Linked DNA regions of Mus musculus: region 1 is linked to region 2. A link is a contact called in public HiChIP or PLAC-seq data. All regions are on one chromosome and are shown on one strand. The core of a region is the stretch at or near the end of the contact, and the rest is flanking DNA. Distances in the headings are between cores, read along the strand shown. Region 1 holds the start of D830039M14Rik (RIKEN cDNA D830039M14 gene). Region 2 overlaps Eif4ebp2 (eukaryotic translation initiation factor 4E binding protein 2).

Region 1 (4,756 bases), core at 846-3,345, 36 kb before region 2:
AGGGTGTCCTCTCTACTGTAGATTCTTGGATCAAACTCAGCTCATCACCAGCTTTTACCCAGAGAACCATCTCACTGGCCCCTCAGGGGATTTACCTTAACTCCTTCACAAACTGAGAAACTGCAGAGCCAAGAAGGCAGGGCAACCAGCTGGATGGAAACAGAGCTGCCCTCCACACACATACTCACCCCCAGACTCCCCAACTCTCGGATTCCTTAACCAGGGGCTTTTTCTGCTATTCCATCTCCTTCTGCCTCTCCAGGGACTCAGTACAGGGACCGGAGAGGGTGGCAGGGCTCCAGAGCTCAGGGAGAACAAACTTGAGGCTGGAGTGGGCTCCTGGCCCCACCAAAGGCCATAGGGGAAACTATCCAACTGTTTGGTGGCTCCTTCGGCCCCAAAGGCTGGGCCTGTTCGGGATCTAACCAGTCAATTAACCTATGGGGACTTACTTAATATCTAATAGAAGCTGGGAGAGAAAGGCTGGGGAGGAAAGCATGAGCTGTTCTTGCTGGGGCTGGTGGCACAGGCCTGTCATCCTGAAGCAAGAGAATCGTAGTTCAAGACCTGTCCGGACTACAGAAATGACTTCAAGAGCAACGTAATGAGAGCTTTCTCATGGCCTTGCATTTAATCCCAGCACTGGTGTGGGGTGGGAAGGATGAGATGGGACACAGGCATTCACTTTTTCTTTTGTATGTTTTAAAAAGAGGAACAGACAATTGTCCATGTCAAACAAGAGACCAGGCTGTGGGCTGCCCCCACATCTACATAAACGATCTGAGCCCATTCACAAGCTGCCTGCACGCACATCAGCACTCTTTGGACAATCAAGGCACTGGGCACCCCTCTGCAACCAGAACAATCCACAGATCCCAGGCCGGCCCCACAAGTCTAGGTTCTAGGCTCCTAGAAGCAGGAATACAGTCAATCTACCACATAAGGATGGTGGTGGCAGAGAGTCAGGGAGAAACAGGAGCAATGGGCCCACATGGGCCCGACACATAGGCCCATGCTGCTCCCGTACAACCAGGGCCACCTATCCCAGACTCTGGATAGGGGAGACTCAGAAATTTTCAAGGAAACTAGACATGGTGGCAAATACCTATAACCCCAGCACAAGGAAAACTGAAACAGGAGGACCCCAAGTCCCAGGTCAGCCTGAGCTACAGAACAAGACAGCTCACCTGTGCCCTCCCACCACCAGTTTGTAACACAGCCCCAGGATATGTTTAAATTTGAAATCTTCTGGTCACCATCTATAAAAGCCATGCTGGACAATAAAGAGAGAGAGAGAGAGAGATTGGGTGTGGACTAGAATGATACTGCAACCACAGCATTTTTAAATTGCATGTCTATTAAGCTGCACTTATAGCTCTCCTGGGACAAACCAGGCCCACTGGTTGGACATGCCTGATGATACAAACTTCCCACTGGGAGACAAAATGAACCAGTTATATGCCTGCACAGCCTGGGGGTGAGGCCTGTGGCATGACCCCAGAAGAAGGGCCCATAGGGTGCCAGCAACAGGTAGATAAAGACAAGCCACAGAGAAGGCCTGCGGTCTGTTCCAGACCTCTGGAGGCCTTCCTGAGGAGCCTAACTAATGCAAGCAGAATTCTGGAAAGCTCTCAATGTTGTGGGGCAGCCCCAGTTGTGAGATGGAAACATCACCTTCCTCAATGAAACTGTTAATAAAAATTAACTGAAAAAAAATCACTTCTAAGAAAAGACTCTGCAAGCCATTAAGGGCTTCCTGCATTAAGCCAGGACCAACTATTAGGTCATCAAACAAGGACAGACAGGAAGTTTGCATATAATAAATTGAAGGTGAGTGTGCTATTCTGCTTTGAGGAAGCTATGATTGTGAACACTGTATAATTTCTCTGGCAGATCTGAAACTGATCTCACCTAAATTCCAAACTTGGGGCTGAGGTATTTAAACCTTGACCATGGCAATGACCCAGTCTTTAAGGGTCAGAACTCAACTTCATTATCTGCAGCCCTAAGATCTCTGCAAAGGAGCCACTGCGACACTCCGGCCGCACCAGCTGGTCCTATATTTAGTTACTGTTGTGGTCAACTGGGAACTTTAGAGCCTGGCAGCCGCTCTGCGGGGCAACCGGAGCCTCCGCAGCCATGCGCACGATCTGCCCCACCGCTGGCTCCGCTGGCTCCAGACAGACTTCGGGACCCTGCTGAAGCCAAGAGCTGATGTGGCGAGGTAAGGGGCACAATGCTAATCACACCCCAACAGTCCCAAAGGTCCACTCGAGACCAGAGCAGAGATGACCCACTTTCTCACCCAGGGGAAAGAGCCCGCTGGGGCAATGAGCTGGACACGTTGGCGCCTGGTTTCGCAGCTCAGCTTTAGAGTTGGGGAGCCCCGCGTGAGCATCCTTAGACTGTACCGACAGTACACAGTGGCCAAGGACAGGATCCCTGGACCCCATTCTCACAGCCAGTGGCTGCTCGTCTCCAGCCTCGCGCTGGCCTGGCAGACAGGAACTGGGACAAATGGAGCAAGCAGAGGGGGGACGCTGGTGATCGCAGAGGCCGGGGGCGTCCCACGCTGCCAGGGGCGGAGAGGCACACTCCCAAGTGACATGCGCAGCTGCCTCTCCCGATGGGCAAGGGCGTCTCACTGGGGAGACGGAAGCCGGGCTGTCCGAGAGCTCTAACCACGAGCCTCCCACTACCGCAAGCGATAGTCCATGACCTCTGGGCACCGCCCGAGCCATGACTCGGTGCTACCAGGTGTGCTGGGGGAGGGGAAGGGACACGGCCAAGCCCAGTGCTTTCCCTTCTGCCCCTGCCACGCTCGGCCTCTGGCCACCGTTATTCAGCGCGGCGCGAAGCCTGTGGGCCGCTGGAGGCAGCACTTACGGCGACAATGCGTCCTAGAGCCCAGCGCCCAGCACTCACGCTCCCGCGGCGACCGACGGCACCCGGTGCAAGTTCTGAGCCCGAGGGGCGGAGCCAAAGGGGCAGGGAGCTCAGCGCGCACGGCCGCTCAGCCAATAGTGACACCAGGATACGACCCAGGGCGGGGAGGGGCCAGCGCTCCGCCCGCGCGCACCAATCAGCGCGCAACTCCTCCTGCGCGCTCGGGAACCAAGGGAGGAACCGCTTTGTGTGGAGTCGGCAAAGCCAGCGCGCTAGGGGCGGGGCCCTGCATCTTCTTGTGTAGGATGCTTCTCCAGGCTGGATTTTATTTTGTTTTTAATTCCACGGATGAGCCGGGTTCAGCAGATCGGGGAACTTTGGAAAACGCAAAGAAACGCTAATTGAAGCCGCACTGTAACTTCATCTCTTCAGACTAAAGTAAACATGGAACTAAAGTCTACCTGCTTCACGGGTCGCTGTGAGAACTGATGAAGGGACTGTGGAGTCCAGCGCTGCTGCGACGCAAAAACACAACTCTCACCTCAAAGGGGATCAGAGATGGCTTATCCTAGAGCCAAATAGGAGCGACCCTAGCCCGGGAACACAAATACAGGTTATTCCATGTCCCAACATGGTAACAGTTTGATAAAAATTGTGAATTATTTTGTGCTTTTTTTTTTTTTTTTTAGTTATTTTATGCGTGTTTGCCCGCGTGTGTATTTGTGCACCACCTATGTGTCTGGTGTCCTCAGAGGCCAAAAGAGGGGTCAAATCTCCTGGGATTGGAGTTGCAAACAGCTATGAACCATCCTGTACATGATTGGACAACCCTTGCAAAGGAACGGTGTAGCTGTCTCTCCAGCCTCTTAATGAAGAACAAAGAAAAACGTAAAAACAAGGCACTTTTCAATTGTATTGGTGAGGATATCAGGTAAACAGGCTACAGCAAAGGAGAAAAAGATCTCAGCTATAGGCCCCAGATGCTAGCCTGAGAGCATTCTTAGCCCTTTGGTTGATCGGAAACTAGAGATCTGTTCTTGCACTCTGACTTACTGGATAGTTACAAAGATGTTAAGCCAAGTAGAGGGCAGAGCAATCAGTAGTTGTTAAAGGACATAAAGATGCCACAAAATGCCAGTCTGGCTCTGGACCTGCAACATTTTAACCCTTTTGTGTCACTAAATTTCTAGTCAGTAAATCAGACTAGCAAAAGATGCTGCTGTTCTTTTGAGTAATTTGTATTCACGGCTGCCAGACTAGCCACCAGGACCACAGCTTCTAAAATGTAGCCACTTCACAGATCTCCTGTTGTGTAACAGTTTCCAAAAACACTGCTTCCTGTAGGAAGCTCCTTAAGCAATAAGCACTTAAAATAGCTTTGGGAACCTCCTTAAAGAGGAAGGTAAACAAACTCAAATTAGCTTCAGGAAGTCCCTGAAACTGACCAGGTTCACTAGGCCCCTCCCTACCAGGCTAAGCAATAAACTAGTCATAACCCAACACCTCCCATTAGGGATATAATGGCCTGGGCTCTTAGAGTCCTTTCTGCTTCTCCATCCTTGAGAACTCTGTGAAAGGAGACAAGATACATTGCTTAATGATGACTCATTGCCTAACGAAGCAGAGGACACTCATATGACAATAAACAATGGGCACAAGGACCACTCAGCTGGCTACATTTTAGGCAGGCCCTCTGCTGTTTCTGAAGTGACCTGATTCTAGAACAGGTACTATTTTCCCTAGTGAGTTTGTCCTGTTGAGGTTCCTGACAGACCCCTTTGAATTGACTTTTTTTAAAAAAGTGTATGTGTGTCCATGTCCGTGTGTGTGTGGTGTTCATCTGTGAGCACAGGCACATACACATGTAAGT
Region 2 (4,453 bases), core at 597-3,096:
TAATTAGCATTTTTCTTAGAGCATTTTTCTTAGAGTAGTTGGTTCTTTGGAATGGTCACATACTTGTTAATCACTAACATGCTCCTTGCTTTTTTTTCTTTTCTTTTTTTTTTTTTTTTTGTGGTTCATGGGGAAGGTAACTATCAAATAAAGCTTTTTCATTTAAAATTCAGTAATTTGGTCTGGCAAGATAATAAATTATCTCAGCAGGTACAACTAAATAAAATTGATCAAGACTTGTGCGACAGGGTGTTGGGTGGCTGATGAGGTGGCACAGCGGGGAAGGGACTTGCTGTTAGACCTGAGCTTCATTCCCAGGATGCACATGATAGAAAGAGAGAGTGGATGCCTCCAAATTATCCTCTGCACATATCCATGTGCACCGTATAGCATTTATGCCCTCGAACACACATAGGTGTACGTACATGCACACGTGCTGAATAAATAAAATGCAATTAAAATTTAATGTTAGGAAATTCAAGACAATGGATAGACAAGTAGGTAGATCAGGAGATGATGCACATAGTAGGGGTCAGTCCAAGCTGCCTTGGGAGCAATCTTGAATTTCATATGGAGCTCTAAAGGACCTGAAATAACCACATGATTGTAGAAAGTAAAAATACAGTCTTGGAGGACTCTCATCTCCTGGTTTCAAAACTTGTGATTTGCATTTGCATGTGTATCAATGGAAAGGAATTGAGAGGCCAGGAGTAGTGTGCCCGCCCAACACACAAGCACAAACACAGCATACATGCACACACATGACGCAAACACACGCACTGCTCACTCTCCCTCCCCAGTAAAGCTGCCATAGCAATTCAAATGGGACCTCTTTTCAGCAATTGGTGCCCACAGTACAACTGTGTGTCCACACACAGACGCTGAGTTTGGACCCACGGTTCACGGGTAGAGTTCGTAGAAAAGCAGGCAACAGCGCTCATAACTAACCATGGATGAAGTCATTTCTTAGGCTTGATATCAAAAGTACAAGCAGAACAACAAATATATATTGGATCTCATACAAATGCCAGGGCCTGGTAGTGGCACATATGAGCCCAGCATTTAGGACTCAAGTGTGTGTATGAGGGGAAGGGGTGCAACGGATGGTGGTTACTATAAGTTCTGGGACAGCCAGGAATTTAGAAACTTTTTTTAAAATTCTCTTTATGGGGTTGGAGAGATGGTTGAGTGGTTAAGACCTCTGCTCTTCCAGAGGTCCCGAGTTCAATCCCCTCCAACCACATGGTAGCTTACAACCATCTGTAATGGGATCTGATGTCCTCTTGTGTGTCTGAAAATTACAGTGTATTCATACATAAAGTAAATCATAAAAATAAAAAATTCTCTTTATGCCTCAAAGAATGCCATCATGTAACACATGCCCCTGGGTTCAATCCTCAGGACTTGGGGGTGGAGTGGGGGGTGGGAGAGGGTAGAGAGCCATCAAGGGGATATGGATGGAGATAGAGATATATATGCAAAAAAAAAAAAATTCTCTGTATGTGCTTGTTGTATTCAGACTATAAAGAGTAAGCTGGAGATTTAGTCAGTGGTAAAACACTTATCTAGCATAAGCAAGATGGTGGGTTCAGTCCTCAGCTCTGTGTGTTTAAAGATATGCGGTTGGCATATCTGGAACTTTTCTCCAAAGCTTTGTGTATTGGAAAACTAGTAAGCACGTGAGGAGTAAGGCTCACCAGGGTCCAGGTAAGTCTGGACAGGGGAGTGGCTTCATGTCAGCTAGGGTGGCCAGCAAGGAAAAGACTGCACTGTGTGAATTGGTGCCTTCCTACTGCCTACTGGAGTGTGAAGTCTGAGGTCATTTGGAAAACAGCAGTTCTGCAGCCAGGTAGCATGTGACTGGGCCAGTCCATATTGGGGCGTGCTCCAGGAGAATGGCTGTCTACACTATAACCTGTACATGGATATCTAGATCTTAAATCAGTGTCGTCCCTTAGTGGTTAGGGCGTGGCACCTGCTGAGATTAGCAGATGTAGTGCACATTCCCAGCATCTTCCCGACCCACCCAGGGATGGGTTATAGAAGGTGTTGTATAGAAGGTGCTGGAGACTGCAGGGAGCAGCAGACAGAGCCTGCTGCTGATTTCCTCCACCCCTCCTGCGGTGACCTTCGGCTGTAAGGTGGAGCAGCAAGAGCTCAGCAGTAACTGAGGATAATTGAAAGCATGCTCTCCTAACACAAGTTATTTGAAACTTAAGAAATCTTTGAAATTGTCCACTTAGCACTTTGAAAACACAGCAAAACCTTGGAAAAGGAAGGACATTTATCCTGCCATTTATACAGATATAATTATAGCAGCACATTAGATTATTGTGTAGCCATAGTTAGAAGACAGGATTTGAATGCACTATCAAGAAATTTTAGTGATCTCCGAAAAAAACCCTGATGATCTGAGTTCAATCCCTGGGTCCCACATGGTAGAAGAGAACAGAAAAGACCCCTACTGGGGCTAGAGAGGTGGCTCAGCAGTTAAGAGCACTGACTGCTCTTCCAGAGGTCCTGAATTCAATTCCCAGCACCCACATGGTGGCTCACAACCATCTGTAATGGGATCAATGCCCTCTACTGGTCTGCAGGCATACATGCAAACATACCCCTGTATACATAATAAATAAGTCTTTTTTTTGTTTGTTTGTTTTTTTGTTTTTTTTTTTTTTTTGTTTTTCGAGACAGGATTTCTCTGTATAGCCTTGGCTGTCCTGGAACTCACTCTGTAGACCAGGCTGGCCTCAAACTCAGAAATCCACCTGCCTCTGCCTCCCAAGTGCTGGGATTAAAGGCATGCCCACCACCGCCCGGCAATAAATAAATCTTTTAAGGAAAGAAAAGACCCCTGACATATACATGCCTTTTCATGTATATACATACATACTGTCATTAAAAAAAGAAGAGACATTTGGGCTGGGTGTGAAGTGCTTACCTGTAATGCCAGCATTTACAAAGCTGAGGCAGGAGGTCACTTGAGATCGTGGCCAGCAGGGCTGCATAGAGAGGTTCTGTCTCACAAAATAAAATGATATGGGGCTTGGGTGGATGGCTTAGCAGTTAAGAGTACTCGATGTTCTTGGAGAGGACCCAGGTTCAGTGTTCATCACCCACGTGGCAGCTCACAACCATCCATAGGCACACAGACATATGCACACATACATGTAGGCAAAACATTCATACACATAAAACAAATGATTTTTGTAAAAAACAGAAAATACGACAAAAATTTATGGTAGTAAATGTGCTAAATACCCCCAAGTTGATAACTACCTAATATATACATGAATATGAACATTTAACTATACCCCCAAAAATGTTAGTCAAAAGTGGGGGTGTCAGGCAAGTCAAATCAGCTAAAGCTCTCCCCCTTCTTTGTTACAGCCTTCTGCCCTATAGCCACGTTCCGATCATGGGTTCCCCACATGTTAGGAAGAAGCATCAGACTCGGGTGGCTAGGAATCTGTGAGCACAGTCCCAGAGAAGCTGTGCGGTGCAGTATGGTGGACAGAGTGCTGGGGAGGTTGCCTATAGATGAGACCATGAGAGTGGGGCTCCAGTGATGAGGTCCCTGTCTCCATAAGAAGGAATGGCTGGAAGCTTGCTTCTCTCTCACCCACCAGTCCATCACTAGAAACCACCGGGCAATCCGTGGTATTGTGCCATGGGAACACCTGAGAGGACCTGGAGGAGCACAGAACCAACCTTGGCACTGCCAGTTGGGTATAGCAGCTTCAGCTGCACAGAGTGTGGCTTGAGTATAGAGCCAGAGGGTTTCTAGCTGGCATCAGACTTAAAGTGCTGGATTCAGGGACAACAAATATATCAGCTACTCTCAAACACTTAGTCATTCATACTGAGTTTTCTGCAATCTAGAGGCATAGAATGGGCTCATTGCTCATAATTCAGATGCCTGTCTGAGTTAATGTATATGAGTACACTATAGCTGTCCTCAGACACACTAGAAGAGGGCATCAGATCCCATTACAGATGGTTGTGAGCCACCATGTGGTTGCTGGGAACTGAACTCAGGACCTCTGGAAGAGCAGTACTCTTAACCACTGAGCCATCTCTCTAGCCTGTGGCTTTGTTTTGTTTTGTTTTGTTTTGTTTTTTTAAGACAGGGTTTCTCTGTATAGCTTTGGCTGTCCTAGAACTCACTCTGTAGAACAAACTGGCCTTGAACTCAGAGATGCACCTGCCTCCCAAGTTCCTCCCAGGGAATTAAAGGAATGTGCTGCCACACTCGGCTTGGTTTATTGGCTTTTTGAGACAAGGTCTCATTCTTATATTTTCCTACAGAAGGTTGATCTGAAACGTATGTGTAGCCCATGGTTGACCCCATACTGGTAGCAGTTCTCCTGCGCCTCATCCCAACCCCCAGCAATTCTGACAGACTGTGAATTTGCCATTATGAATGACTTTGTAACTCTGTCTCTGAGCTACT

Evidence for each region. HiChIP or PLAC-seq counts read pairs in DNA pulled down with a chosen protein or histone mark.
Region 1: an H3K27ac HiChIP or PLAC-seq map of embryonic stem cells shows a contact between it and region 2, with 6 read pairs. The contact joins the promoter of D830039M14Rik here to the enhancer-like site in region 2. A contact is called at or near these places in 6 of 39 promoter capture datasets (the 3T3-L1 cell line, 3T3-L1-derived adipocytes, the C10 cell line and 3 more), 1 of 15 datasets of contacts at CTCF or cohesin (the NIH/3T3 cell line), 3 of 484 Hi-C or Micro-C datasets (CD4 T cells, embryonic stem cells and pro-B cells), 3 of 115 datasets of contacts at active chromatin or transcription factors (all in embryonic stem cells) and 3 of 9 other capture datasets (adipose tissue, embryonic stem cells and liver).

Annotation. Positions count from the first base shown.
Region 1 is chr10:61,474,020-61,478,775 of GRCm38.p6, reverse strand. D830039M14Rik (RIKEN cDNA D830039M14 gene) reads left to right here and starts at 2,095. Exons shown (of 1, transcript NR_166099.1): 1 at 2,095-3,549. It overlaps Lrrc20 (leucine rich repeat containing 20), which reads right to left and starts at 2,943. Exons shown (of 5, transcript NM_153542.1): 1 at 2,887-2,943.
Region 2 is chr10:61,437,969-61,442,421 of GRCm38.p6, reverse strand. The region is part of intron 1 of Eif4ebp2 (eukaryotic translation initiation factor 4E binding protein 2); the gene reads left to right. Among named protein-coding and RNA genes, the nearest start is that of Eif4ebp2, 12 kb to the left of the region's middle. Within about 2 kb of position 1,846, at least 11 of the 459 cell types and tissues checked have an H3K27ac peak or open chromatin away from gene starts, as enhancers often do. A contact at or near this core is called in embryonic stem cells, where this site is marked.